Regions from separate parts of the Mus musculus genome. Here region 1 is linked to region 2. A link is a contact called in public HiChIP or PLAC-seq data. All regions are on one chromosome and are shown on one strand. The core of a region is the stretch at or near the end of the contact, and the rest is flanking DNA. Distances in the headings are between cores, read along the strand shown. Region 1 has its middle 33 kb from the start of Gm31463. Region 2 has its middle 6.4 kb from the start of Gm31135.

Region 1 (7,014 bases), core at 2,379-4,878, 120 kb before region 2:
GGAAAAGATAAGCTCAACCCCTTTTCCAGGGGCACATAGTCGGGGCTGAAGGTGTTTATCATAGTTATTATACAGAGAATTTACAGTGAATTTCTGTAGACTGTCTTCTGGATGGGAGAGAAGCCCTGACTACCACCTCCAATGAGGAGGTGCACTGGATTCTGGAAGACAGAGCTTCCTGGGGCTTTGCTTTACCCATCTCTTGCGCCATACTCCAGGGACAGAATCTCCTTGCAGGACTTGCTGAAAGAATGGGAGACTTTAAGAGTTTGTATACAACCCGGAACACAGGCTCATAAATGCCCCAGCCTTGATCATTGTCAAACAGGAGTGGCCATTGTTCCCTGGAGGGTCTTCTGGGAGAGCAACCGGCAGCTACATGCCTTGGCCTTGAATCACCCACCTCCTCAAGGGCCTGGAGAGAGTGGGTAAGTCACATGGTTTCATGCCGTAATGCTTCTAAGACACACTTTAGCTCTAAGAACAGATTCTAGAAAAAAAAATGAATGTTTGAGAAACCACAATAGAACTGTTTAAGTGGCAACTCTAGCAATGCACATACGATGATGATCATGGATATGGAATGGTGGAAGAAGCGGCCCCAAAAGTGCTCAGTGAGACCTCCTACCTACCTTTGCTTGTACTTTCATGAGTTCTTTTGAGAATTATATACAGTGTATACTGATCCACTCTCATCCCCTGCCCTAACTTCTAGTTTCTCTCTTTTAAAATAATCTACTGAGCTCAATGTGTGCTCCAGATACACCTGTTGGGGTGGGGGAGGGGCGTCCATTGTGATGCAGTTGGTTCCCTGCCCCCAAATCCTCTTCTGTCAACAGCTCCTCAGTTAAGGAGTCAGGGTGCACGAGTCCCGTCTCTGCAGGGTGCTGACTGGCTTCATCCTGTGCAGGTCTTGTGTAGGCAGTTATAGATGCTTCAAGGTCATGAATGTGAAGGTCATGAATGATAACCAGAAGCTACTGGTTAATCACGGTCCCACTTGACCTCTGGCTGTTGTCCTCCTTCCACCCCATCTTCCCCATGGTGGTTGAGACCTGTGGATACAGATGCTCCATTTGTGGCTGAGATGACCAGGATTCACTGCACCTTGACCAGTTGCACCTCCCATCTTCTTAAAGCAAAGAGCAGACACCCTGCTCAAAGACTTCTCCAGCAACCCTGTCACCAGGATATTTGTTCATTTCAGATGTGGATGTCTGAATGCTGGCATTGGAATATGGATGTTTCTGAACTCTCCCCCCATAGCATGGCAGAAAGACACTATCTGAATTCCCAATTCTGTGATCTTTTACTTTGAAAACTTTCAAAGAAAACAAAAGTTTTTTTTAAAAGAAGTCTAGAATCCAGCTTACTGTATTTTAATCACAAGTGCATAGCCTGTGTTCTAGCACACTTACATAGGTGTGTGTACAATCTTATGCATTTTACATGTAAAATTTGGCTCTTCCCTCATCCTAGCATCTCAGAAGGAGGAATGTTCCCATATAACAACAAAGTCACTTATATCTAGCAGACACCCAAAAGCATTTCATAATATGACCAACTACTGAGTCTATGAAACTCGTCGTGGTATTAAAAAAAATTTTTTTTCAGTAAAAATCTGCTGTGAGATTGAGTTTTCTAGAAATGACAGGGAAGCTACACCATTATACCTCGCCAACATGGCTGCCTAAACAAGACCTGAGCAATGACAACACCAATGGACAGGTAACATGGAAGGAGGATCTCACTGGGTCCTACTCCTAGATAAAGAATTCCAGGCAACCAAGTTCTGCTAAGTGAAGGAGAACCAGTCTTTCCCAGGGATTATCTAATACCAAATGGTCAGCCCCGAATCCTATATATACAAGTAACACTAAACATATTCAGCACATCTGTGGAAACTCCACCCTTGAGGACCCACATCTGGAACCAGAAAAAGGAGATTAACGGCTAGACACATAAGTTTAGAGGTACACACATGGCCACATGGCTCTAATTGTATGTTCACTGTATGTGTCTCTCTATGTTCCTCTGCCACATACACATGGTCATATGGTTTTACTGTATCTTCACTGGGTGTCTCTCTCTCTCTTCCACTCACTTCAAGAAGCATAGAATAAGTTTTAGGGACACAGGCAGAGCTGATCTGTAAGCAGGATCATGCTATACAGCGTGAGGGATATTTTCTAAAAGGAATATGCATCTAGAATCATTCTGCCGTTTGGATTTAAAAACAGGGATTCACACTGAAGGAAGCCCAGGGTGACTTAGCGCTTACTGTGTAGTCCAGGCTGATCTCGAACTTGTGCAATCCCCCTGCCTCAGCTTCTTGAGTACTGACTAAGATTATAGGTACAAGCCATCAAGCCTAAATTTTCTTTATTAAATAAATGACTGAGAACTATAACTGAGATCTATAAAAGCAGTTCTATTAACTAGAGAGAGACAGAGACGGAGAGACAGAGAGACACACAGAGAGATTCCTGTACTTGAAGCCAGGCCCTGGTTCAGTAGGTCTGGGAGTGGCAGCGCATTTCCCCCCCAGCAACCGTATAAACCACCCATAACAGTTTGGAGAGTTTTCTCCCATGAGAATGGTTTCCTTTTTAATAAGGCTCAATCTCTTCAATTAAAGGATTAAAGAGCTAGCATAATTCCTCTTAGCAGCTAGGAGGATGAGCAGGGCTAAAGATACATGTGTTTGTACATCCCACCAGTCTTTCCATGTAATTCAGATCTGAGGACTGAACTTGAATTTCTCCCTTCTTAGACACTGCTCTGCACCCACCCACCCACTTTGCCAGGGTTTTAAAAACGGGCTAGTCTCAAACGATTTTGCACAAGCACTTACTCTGATCTTCACTGTCCTCCTGGGTCTGATTTATGCATTCAGACTTCAGACGTCCTGAGAAGACGTCAACAGGCAGATCAGCAGAGGCTCTGCTCGGGGAAGCATGGGGCTGGCTTCCTTCTCCTTCCCAGGGGAGGCCTAAGCATCTGGGAACGTCTATTCCTCCCACCTCCTTGATCACTCATTACCTTACCATGTTTTGCTCTGGTGTGGAGCACAGGCCCAAATTGAAACCTCAGGTTCTCTGTCTCTGAATTTCAATTGTCTAAAAGGATGGACAGCTTGCAAAGGTGACTCAGGAAACTTGTGTCCTACTGGAGTTCAACAAAGTTTTTTCCTGCTCTTTCCAACGCTGCTGCAGCTAGCTTATAGCAAGTTAATACAGAAATATGCCTTTTGGCCTGGAAAACATCTCTAACATTTGAGCTGTGCCTCATCTGTCCAGATGTTAGACTGGCTTTGGTCATGGCTCCCAAGGACAGAAAGTAAAAGCGATTTTTTTTTTTTTAGTTCTTTTTCACACCATGAACCCTCCCCCTCCCCCTGCCCCCTCTCGTTCCTTGATAGGAACTGAGAAGGCGGGCTCAGCATTTGATTATTTAGCCAAGCACAGGCCATCAACAACTCTGTAAGGGGAGGAGAAGCCAGAGTGCATCTGTTTGCTTTCAGATTCTCTTTTCTTTCTTGCCAGTTCGCACCATTGGGGAGATAGCTCAACAGGGCTGGTTCTCTGTGGTGTAAGCTGCAGGAGGTTTCCACAGCACGCTGTGCAAACACATTAGGGGAAAGTCCTGTTGTGAGGAAGAGCAGCCTTGGCTGGCCAGCGCCATCTCCCCCAGCGTTAGGCATCTAGAGGTATGCAGCCCCCTGAAGGGCTACACATCCCCACCCCTCTCAGGCATCCCTCACACGGAGCAGTCTGCAAGCTAAATGTCTCCAAGGCAATGCATCTGACAGAGGAAGGGCTTCTTAAAGAATGCAGTGCCACCCTGAGCCAGCTTTTGTGACAGATACACAAAATAATTGTGTCTTTGTGTGTGTGTGAGCATGTGTGTGTGTGTTTGTGTGTGTGTATATATGTATACACATGCAAGCATAGCGTGGTGCGTACGAGTGTATGTGTTCACATGTCTTTAGATGTGTCTGTACATGTGTGTGAAGGCCTCAGGTCTCTGCAAGTGATCTATCATCTATCTTCCATTTCTCTTTATTTTTTTGAGACGGGGTCTCTCACTAAGCTAGTAGCTTGCCGATTGGCTAGGCCGGACAGCTAATATGCTCCAGGAATCTGCCAGTACTAGGATTAGGGGTACATCCTGCCACATGCAGCTTTTACATGGGTCCTAGGCATCTCAACTCAAGCCTTCAGTCTAATAGAACATCCCTTTACCCACATACACAGCCACCTCTTCAGTCTCTCAAGGTGATTTTCTGTTGATGGTGATTCAGGGAGAGGCTCTGGCCTGCCACTCACCAGCTCATGAAAGCCACTTTATCTGCTGAAGCTTTGCTTTCTTCATGAAGGAAAATGGGTATATTAATTAATACCCTACTTTCTGGGGTGGGGTAGTGGGGGGCGGTCAGTATAAACAGCGTGTGCAGACTGAAAGGTAGTATGGACCCCATGAGGACCTCTGACCAGAGGCAAACCCCAAGGCCAGGCTTCACAAAGGGCCTTACTCTTGAGCACCAGTTATTGCCACTGGGTTCTTACGGCTGCATGTCTCTAGTGGAAAGGGCAAATGTTTTATACATCTGACTGCTGATGCCAATATACCCTTTACACTAATATACCTCTGACTCACACCCAAGCTGAGATCTGGTTTTTCTTGGTTTGTACAATAAACCAATAGTTACAGTAACTATGACGATGTAAAAACATACACCTCTGTTTGCAGGTACCTCTATGGAACACAGCAGCTAGGTCAGCAAGAGAGCAGGGCTCTTGCAAGGATTGCAAGGGCTAAGGGTACGGCTTGAGTTGTCTACCAACAGCCACTTGCTTCCAGTCTTAGTGAATGTCAATGTATCTGTTTTGGTTGCAGCCACAGAAGCATAGTCCTGTAGGGGAGTAGAGAGTGGAGCATCTTCACAGACTATTCGATGAATATGCAATCCCCTCCCCCCATCCAAAGCATGGGCTGGGTTGTGTATCCTAAACTAAGATGTTCAAATCCAGTGCCTGGGTGCTTTCACAGTGTTGTTACTCAGAGTATTTACAAAGAAACTGAGGTGAACTGAAGTTCCTAGAGTAGACTCTAACACAGGATGACGGAGTCAGAACATACAAAGGCAGACAGGAAATGGGAAGAGGTGTCTCCTGCTTAGAATTCTAACATTGTAGGAGGGGGCAGCCAACCATTCGGCTCCTCTGGACCATATTAGACGAAAAAGAATGTCTCAGGCAGTATGTTGAGACCGAGGCAGGAGGACTTTTACACACTTGAGGTCTTTCTGAGGTGATCCAAAGCTAGCTTAAGTTGCAGAGTGAGACCCTATATAGGTAAAGAAAAGTAACAAAACATGAAACACAAAAATGTCCAAAAAGGTCTTGTATAAGTCAGGGAGAGACTCTCTCTTAACTCTATCCAAGACACCTTGACCTTGGACCTTTGTCCTCCAAGGCTGCACCCTGTGAGAGAGTAAGCCCCCATTGTTAAGGCACTCTGATAGTTGGCAAACTCATGCTCTCAACACCCTTTCCATTAAGTATTCTAAGAGGGACCTCTCCTGTGTTCAGTACTTGTTTGCTCAGCACACACAACTCTGAGCAATTGTCCTGGTAGCAAGAGAATTCTGTGCTTTCATAGAAAGTTGGGCACTAGTAAACAGATGACAGAAATCTTCATCTAGGGCCAGGTGGGATGGGGGTCAAGCTTTGTGGTCCACCAGGCCCTAGTGATCGCTCTACCTTGGTGTCATTGGGCAGGCTGGGGCAGGTTGACAAAGGCCACAAGTAAATGGCTTGGAGCAGGGTCCCACACTTTCCTGACAGAAACTCAGGGGCCATGTTGATAAACCCCAAGCCCAAAATCTTCCAGGTTAATATGACTCACGTATTCTATGACTTTTTTTTTTTTTTTTTGAGAACTCTAAAACCTATAAACCATTGAAAGCAAAATCAGAAGATAGCAGTGAGCATTCAGTGGACTTAGCACCCACTGTGGATAAAGCTGGGTGTTCCCACTTTCATTTCCATATGCCTAGTATGACAGTCTGCCAGGGCCCTCCTCTCTTCCTTTCTTTCTCCCTCCCCATCCCACTCCTCTCTTTCTTTCTTTCTTTCTTTCTTTCTTTCTTTCTTTCTTTCTTTCTTTCTTTCTTTCTTTCTTTCTTTCTTTCTTTCTTTCGACAGTGTCTGGAAATGAAGTCCAGGCTGACCTCAAATCATGGCAATCCTTCTGCTTCAGCCTCCTCAGTACAAGGATTACAGGCATATATCTGGTTGTATCTTCCTTTAAACTGGTTGTTGCTTTTAACTAGTTCCCTCCTTGAAGAGTTAGGTAGGGTCGGAGGTATAGAGATCAGGGCTAGAGCCATTTTCTAGGGTGCACACAAGGCCCTAGGTTCGAGCTCCAGGACCACAAATGAAATAAAGTGAAGTAAAATCCATAGCATGTGTCCATTCTCTCATTGACGCGAGTGGACACAGTTTGTCCTGTTTGGGGAAATGAGAGCACCATTCTCTTCTAACAATGACCCCCTGGGCAGAATAAAGCAGTGACAACCATGCCATGTAAAAATACAGAAGCCCATGTGTGAGGCTGGGGACAGTCTGCTCTGAAGTGGGGCAGACAGGCAGTGTCTTTATTTTGGACTTCTGGGTGATCCTGGAGCTCAGACAGTCAGATAGCTCAGAGGTGAGGGCCTCAGATTAAACACTTTTTGATTTGCATTTCTGACCTGACTCTCCCGCTCCATGACCTTGGACTTTCTCCCAAACTATGGAGCCTAAATATTTTCTGTGCAAAGTGGGGTTGGTGGTAGTTTCTGCTTACTGAGATAGAAGTCAAGAGTAACTGTGCTGTGGATGTGCCATGGGGCACCCAGCACTCACAAGAGCACTGGTTGACTAAATGAGGGTAGTTATTCATGTGAAGGCAAGATGAAAAGCAGAGCTTTGGTGAGGGTGAGTGATACAGTAAAGAGAAGGGAATTGT
Region 2 (7,479 bases), core at 4,400-6,899:
GTAGAGGACCGCAGTTCCCTCCCCAGGACCCACATAGTGGATTACCACTAACTGTAACTACAGTTCTAAAAATTCTGAACCGTCTTCTGGCCTCTTTGAACACCAGGCATGCATATAATATACATACATACATGCATACACTCTCATACACACAAGATACACATAAAATAAATGAAAAAATGTGGATGAATTTCTTTTCAAAGAGTCTTTTTTTATGCAGCTATGACAGAATCCTTGAGACTGGGTAAGTTACAGAGAACAGAAGTTTTCATCTCACAGTTTCTAGAGGTATGAATGGGAGAGGAGGGAGGTCAGGAGGGAGAGAGAAAGTATATCCTCCACGTTGAAGCTTTTAGGGCACGCTACCACTAGGGGGCGTCACAAAGGTTTTTATGGTCAGTTACACTTCTGCTTTCAGAGGGGGTGGCGACGTGAGGGATCCCAGCCCCACATTTACACTGCCACGCCTCCCTGTCATGACTCTGTCTCAAATCGTTCCGTTAAGTTGCCTTTTCCATATTTAGACACAGCGAGGGGAAAGGTAAATTACGCACCACATCAGCTGATGTGGTCCTTTTCCTTGGTCCTGATCACTAACCACCCCTCATTAGAGGCCATTGTGTGGCACTGGGACTTGGGTTTCCACCACACACCTTTAGAGGACACATTCGTACAACAGCCTTCTGGCCTACTTGTGGCCATGTGAAGATCTTCCTGTCTCTCTGTCTTGCCCTATCTCCTTTCCCAGTCTTTCTCTCCTTACCGCCCCTACCCCCATCCCCTCCTATCTCTGCAGATGCTAGCTCGGTGTCTACAGTCTTGCTTTGCTTCAGTGCACTACACTCAAAGTGTCCAATGCATTTTCAACTTCTGTAATGTCAGTCCTGGGTGCATTTTGTATTAAAGTGGCATTTCTCTCTTTTCCAACAGAGAATTAACTCATTTAATTACAGTAAAGAAGATATTGTGATCTGTGTCAATGGTTTTAGAAAAAGATCCTGGCATCGATCTGTTTTTGTTTTCCCTCGAAAAAAATGTTAAATTCAATGTTGAAGACAGAAAATAGGAGATGCCATGAATATTTTAGCTTCTTCCTTTTCAACTCGGGGTAGTGACACCCACATCAAGGAGATAGCCTTTGAGATAGCCCTGGAGAACGCTGCCATCCCGTGCCAGTGAAGGGTTCCTAGCTTAAGTTGCTTTTTGATGACCCATCATCAGATTGGCCCCTAGGACTCACTGATTAAGGGTAATAGTAGGTCAGTCTGGATGATGGATGATAATCCATCACTGGAGAGGAGAATGGGGTCAAGAGCATCCTTGGTAAGGTTGTGTCTACAAAGTAATAAGCTGTCTCAGTAGGGCTGATTTAACAGGGGTGAGTGGAACAGCTCATTTGCTGGCCTACACTGGGGCGGTGAACTGGGGTGACTAACTCACTTGGAAACTAAGAGTTTTCCTCTTTCATTCTAAGAATAAAATGTTTGGGGATAAATGTTACTGTTTCCCCAATATGAATGCTTAAAGAGTTTGTGAATGAAAAAAAATAGTCTATAATCCTTAGACTGAAAAGTATATATACAAAATGTACTCAGCCACTGAAGGCATGTTTGTGTAAAATCCATAGATACCTTTAATCACCTCGAATATCTTTAGTGTGTCTTCTTAAAATAATTGATAAGTGTATGTGTATGAGAGAGATTGGGTGAGAGAGAGAGAGAGAGAGAGAGAGAGAGAGAGAGAGAGAGAGAGAGAGAGAGAGAGAGAGAGGAGGAGGAGGAGAATGAGGTGAGAGAGGAGACAGAGGGGAGAGGAAAAAGGAAAGAGTGAGAGAGAGGAGAAAGAGAGGAGACAGTGAAAGAGGAGAGAGAGAGAGGAGGAGGAGGAAGAAGATGAAGAAGAGGAGGAGGAGGAAGAGGAGAGGGGAGGGTATGGGAGGGGAGGGGAGGAGAGGAGAGAGCTGTGTATGTGTGCCCATATGTGTGTGAATGTGGGTGTCTGTGCACCAGGATATGTCTGAGGAGGTCAGAGCACAGCCTTCAGGAAGCAGTCCTCACCGTGCTTGAGACAGGTTTCTTTGCTGCTGCATAAGACTCTTGAGCATCTGGAGACGATCTTGTCCCAGTCACCCAACCACCACCGACACATCAGATAACAGGTGTGTGCTACTGCACGTGGCTTTTTCCTGGATTCTGGAGATTCCAACGCAGGTGGCTAGGCTGGAGTGGCAAGCAGCTTGCCCACTGAGCTATCATCTCTGCTTGGGATCTGATTTACAGAAACATCAAGTAGCAGGTAGACTCCCCACCCCACCCCCTCCGCCTAGATTATTTCTCTTGTTATTATGGCTGGTTGTATGTTCTACTTGTGAAGAGTTAATGCATCATAGTTACATAGTTTCCATTAGCCTTCGCTCTGCTTACATTCTGAGGACTTTGACACATGTGTAACACCATGTATCCATCACTACTTATCTACCCTACTGCCTGGAAGTTCCCCAGTATTCACCTATTCAGATTTCATCCCCTTGCACCATGGGAACTAGACTTTTTGTTGTCTCCTTAGCTTTCCTGATTGTAGAATGTGTAAGAGGAAGCACGCAGCACACTCTCTTTTGAGGTTGTCTGTTGCATCCAGCCATGAACACTGAAAGTCCCTCCATGTCTTTTTGTGGCTTGAGAACATCTTTCTCTTTTTACTGCTAAGTCATGCTTCCTTGCCTGCATATAGCACAGCTTGTCTGTTCACTCACTGACTGCAGCGTATCTGGATTTCTTCCATTGCTTGGAAATTCTGGAGAAAGTCACTGCTGTAAAGTAATTCTGCTCAGGTTCTGTGAGGATGTATGTGTATGTTTTCCTTTAGGTAAATGGCCAGGACCTCAAAAGTCAGATCAAAAGGTGTAATTAGGGCCAGCAAGATGGCTCAGTGAGTAAAGGCACTTGCTAGCAAGCCTGACACCTGACTCTGATTCCACGTGGAGGGAGAGCACACACTCCTGCATGCTGTTGTTGACTGTCTACAGGTGTGAAGTGAGGTGTGCTCCTGTCCTTGCACACAGACACACAGTGAAAACAGTTTTAAGATTTTAAACAAATATATATGTAATTGTATAAGAAGCTGTCAAACCACATCCCAAAACACTTGGTAATTTTTTTTTTTTTTTTTACCATTTGAGGTTCTTATCTCCTTTTGATAGGTAATTGTAAAATTTATGAACTGCCTATTAATTATCTTACCAATATCCCAAATTTTACAAAATGATCTTAGGTGGGGAAAAGGCATGGGAAGTGTGTGTGTGTGTGTGTATACTAATTTACTTTTTAAGTAAATTTAACTTTAATTTAAATTTCTGATTTTTTTCAGAGAGTTTTCAGAAGTGACACTGGCCAACATTTCTTATTGTATCTTTCTGTTTTGCCTCAGTTTATACAGGTAGCTAAGCCCAGGACAGTAAACTCTTCAGTTCCTCCTGTCTGAAGTGAGCGTCAAAGCTAAACCATTGGGTTACAATTTGTCGGCTCACACTGTGTCTAGACTTCTGGGCTCCAGTTTCAGGTTTTCGTACTTTATCAATTAGACTCCCCTGCTTCCCAAGAGGGGAGCTATCAAAGGTATGTATGTGTCTACCGAGCTGCCCAGCTCCAGATCAGAGCGAAGTTTCATTTTGGTCTGATAAAGGCTTATCAGGCGGAGAGAAACAAAGCAACAGGAAATTGAATGATATGGTTAACTCCTTTTCGGAGGCACTTCCTGCAGACCAGCCACCCTCACCACACAGGTTTAGAGGTGAGATATCAGACCTTGATCACAGAAATGATTTCTACCTTGCTGTCAGGGAGACTCTGGGTGGCCAGTGCCCATTGCCCTGGGTAGGTTAATGGACTGTGAGCTTACCTAGGGGAAAACAAGACTCCACATTCGCCTTGGGAACTTGTCAGGAATTTAAAGATGGTTTCTGGGCTAGACACTGTTAATCTATCAGGGGGAAATGGAGAAGCCCAAGCTTACCAAGTGCAGCTCTGGCCTGATAATGATAACGTACAGGGAACTTCAGCTGTTTGTCCAACTGGAGAAAAAGTAGGGGAGGAAAGAAGAGCGGCATGATGGAGACAGGACAGAGAAAGTAACATCAAATGTAAGAGCTGCACTAGGACTCTCTCCTCCCTCTTCCCTTTCTCCATATTGAGGATGGAAGCCAGGCCTTGTTCTTGCTAGGCAAGGCCTTTGCCACCAGCCCACGCAGCCAGCCTCAGGACTGGGAATCAGGGGAGGAAATGAAAAGACACACGACCTTCATAAAATGAAAGAGAGCCTGGCTACGTGGTCACAGAATGACGTCCACAGCTGGACACCAGAGTGGGAAAACGTCCTCCAGCTGTAGCCAAATCTGTTGTTTTCAGGACCCAGAAGTCACCAGGCCGGTGGTATTGGAGACAGGAGACAAGCGGGTAGGGATTCTCTTACAAGCCAGAGGTCTAGGGAGGCTAGAGTCTCCTCTTTGCCACTGTCCTGGAACTTAGTAGATGAGACTAGTCTCCTGGATGCCCTCATAATTCTGCAGAAAAAAAAAAAAACTCATGATTTTTTATTTTCTTTTCCTGGAAAGTGTAATTTGAAGGATTGTCAGAGGACAAAATTGAACCGTGGTCACAAAGGCTGTGCAGGAAGACCCAGGAGCATCATGGGGCCAGGGCCTTTGGTGTTTGCAGTTTTGTTTCAGGGAGACAAATGCCCCTGCTTTGATCAAGTGTCAAGTGTATGTGGCAAATTCCTCTGTGAAGGACCCCCTGGTATACTGCCTGCACACGCAGGCAAGCTGCCTGCAGGGAGGTGGGGGTTGGAGGTAAGCAAGCATCATTTGTTTTAAATTGCACCACGGTAGAAATCCATGAACTCAGGGCTGCCACAAGCATTCTGGGCACAAAGGAAAGCTGTGCAGAGGCTGCGTCTCTTTTGATATAGATTTTGCCGCCATTGTTCCAGGTGTCTCCGGAGAGAGCTTATTTCCATATGTATAGAGAAACGGAGTGCTTTCTCTTGCCGGTTAAAGTGTCACCGAATGTATTTTTAGCTATACATAAAGCAGCGGCAGTGTGAGGCATCTTACCGCCAGGGTCGCAAGGTTTGAACATCCTTTGCCACTGGAGGAATGCTAATGAGATGATTCTTCATTCCACTTATTTTAATTGCCAAACAACGCTTAATTCCCCACCCCACACCCCCGACTTAAAAAACAAAATCAAACAAATCCCTTTTTGTGTATAGCCAAGTTTGCCCTTGCAGGAGATGGGTGTTGCAGAAAGACCCCAATCGTCCTGTGCAGAAGGTTCTAGGCCTGGCCCTCTCCCTGTGCAGTTAGTGCGAGGTGTCAGTGTCTGCTCCCCTTTCCAATAGCTCGGAGGATGCTGAGAGGAGACGCCCGTGGTTGTCAGAGAAACACGGCGATATATTATTAGATCTTTCATAATTAGGCTTTGCTGATGTGTGCAAGAGCTTAATCAAAAACGTTATCACCCAGCCTGCTGCTGGAGGTGGGGGTTGGTGATGGTGGTGGGGGAATCTGGAAAGTCAAAGGCTGTTCCTCCCCGTGCTGGTTCTGTAAGATAACAAAGGCAAGACAAAGGCAGATGGCTCCTGCCTGTGGTTCTGAGCAGGCTCATGCTTTGGTTAATCACGTGACGTACGTGACAGTGGGTTCAGAAAACCTGAAGCCCCTCCTCGCTCCCAATTTCTGAGTCACTCCACCGACCAGGTGCTGACTAAGGCTGTGGGCTGTGGGAACCTCATTGAATGTGTCTGCCAAGCGTTTCCAGGTAGAGCTTGGCTCCCCGGGGGAGCTCTAGAAGTCCCTCCCTGGGTCACAGCAGGCCTGCCTGACTGCGAATTTCAAAGAGTGTATCTCAGCCCTTAGATAAACCTGGCTGGTGTCCCCTGGCAGCAAAGCTGGGGGAAGACCTCGGGGACAGCCATCCTGCAGCGCCCAGGGCTGTTTGGACAAACTGTGCTATGTTTTTTCTGCCCGTATCTGGGCATGCAGGTGAATCCTGGTCCCGCTGGTATCTTGGCTGGCCACTCTCTCTCAGGCTCTGCGGGGAGCTGGGGGTGCATCCCTGCAAACGCTCCAGCAAAGCTGTGCAAACAAACCCGGCCGATTAGTTGGACAGGCTCACTGGCTCGGGAGTGTGAGCTGGCCTGGCAGCCCTATGCTCTCAACCCTTTCCAGGCTGGGCTTGTTCCCAGAGCGCTCATCAAGGAACACACTACCTTACCCTCTGGATGCTGGGTGCTTGTGCATCTATGGGCAGGACAGGATACTGATTCTTGCCTTGGACTCTTTACATACAACATATCACACATTCATTCACACACACACACACACACACACACACACACACACACACATGTGCGCGCCACTCACGTTCACTACAGACTATACAGCATTGGGTCAGAAGCCGTGATGGCACGAGGCACATAAATTTTGTGTCTGAGTTATTTAACCCACCTCAGAGTTGCACAAGACCTGTGTCCTTGTCTTACACGCTGCGTCAGATAGAGGCTGGCAATTTCTGTGTTTAAAGGTTCAGTTTAACACCTATAAATAACCTGACGTTCTGAGCTTTTTGGGAGAGGCTGCTCAAACTGACTTGACTTTTTTTTCCCTCTCTTCTGCCTTTGGTTTGAAGTAAGAGTCAACTTGGTATAAAGAAACCTCGGGTCCCCTTTGAGGTGAAATCAGAGTGAATCAGAAAGAGTGATTACGCCCTTCTTTAATCAGAGACTCTGGGGAGGATTTTCTTTTAGGAGAGAAGCGTCAAGCCATGCTCTTTGAAAATTACTTTCATATTTTCTTGAGCAGTTCAGAGCAGGGAGAGTTTTAAGAGTTGTCATTTGCTCTTGGATATCAGGCGGCAGCCTCAGCCTTTTGTCTGAGCCCTTCCTTCTGTGTATCCGAAAGGACTTAGCTGGCCCCGGCTTTGTTGTGCACCACACAAGCTATCAAGTGACTAATGCCCTTGGAATCTCATGGAGACATTTATTCTGCCCCTGTTGCTATGAGCCCTGTGTTCTTTTGTGGAACCTAACAATATAGGTAACATATCTAAAGTATGACCCTGACCAAAGGAACTTAGTTTTAAGTAGCAATTGTAAAATCATTGTGTACACGTCACGGGCCTGTCAGGTCCATTCTCATTTTAGTGTTTCAAGTATGTTTGCGCTAGTGACGTGGGCTGATTAACCTGAAGTGAAGTTAAAGCATCAATAGAAAAGCTCACCCACATTCACACTGCAAGTGTTTATTAAACCAGTCTCAGCTACTTGGGGGAAGCAGTACTCCTTCAGGGAATTAAAAAAAAAAAAAAAAGGATAATCAATCAGGAATTATTCAATGAGCTGACAAAAACAGCATTACAGGTCAAAAGTCCCCCTGTTATTTAAAATAGACGATCCATTTTCAAGTCAAGAGTTTTTCTCTGT

The links. HiChIP or PLAC-seq counts read pairs in DNA pulled down with a chosen protein or histone mark.
Region 1: a contact with region 2 is called in an H3K27ac HiChIP or PLAC-seq map of epiblast stem cells. The contact joins two enhancer-like sites. A contact is called at or near these places in 14 of 484 Hi-C or Micro-C datasets (Sertoli cells, cumulus cells, embryonic stem cells and 5 more) and 11 of 115 datasets of contacts at active chromatin or transcription factors (embryonic stem cells, epiblast stem cells, extraembryonic endoderm stem cells and 2 more).

What each region holds. Positions count from the first base shown.
Region 1 is chr8:8,605,990-8,613,003 of GRCm38.p6, reverse strand. No RefSeq gene overlaps it. Among named protein-coding and RNA genes, the nearest start is that of Gm31463, 33 kb to the right of the region's middle. Within about 2 kb of position 3,628, at least 39 of the 459 cell types and tissues checked have an H3K27ac peak or open chromatin away from gene starts, as enhancers often do. A contact at or near this core is called in embryonic stem cells, epiblast stem cells, pancreatic cancer cells and 1 more, where this site is marked.
Region 2 is chr8:8,487,396-8,494,874 of GRCm38.p6, reverse strand. No RefSeq gene overlaps it. Among named protein-coding and RNA genes, the nearest start is that of Gm31135, 6.4 kb to the right of the region's middle. RefSeq lists an enhancer at 3,536-6,821. Within about 2 kb of position 5,649, at least 146 of the 459 cell types and tissues checked have an H3K27ac peak or open chromatin away from gene starts, as enhancers often do. A contact at or near this core is called in embryonic stem cells, epiblast stem cells, pancreatic cancer cells and 1 more, where this site is marked.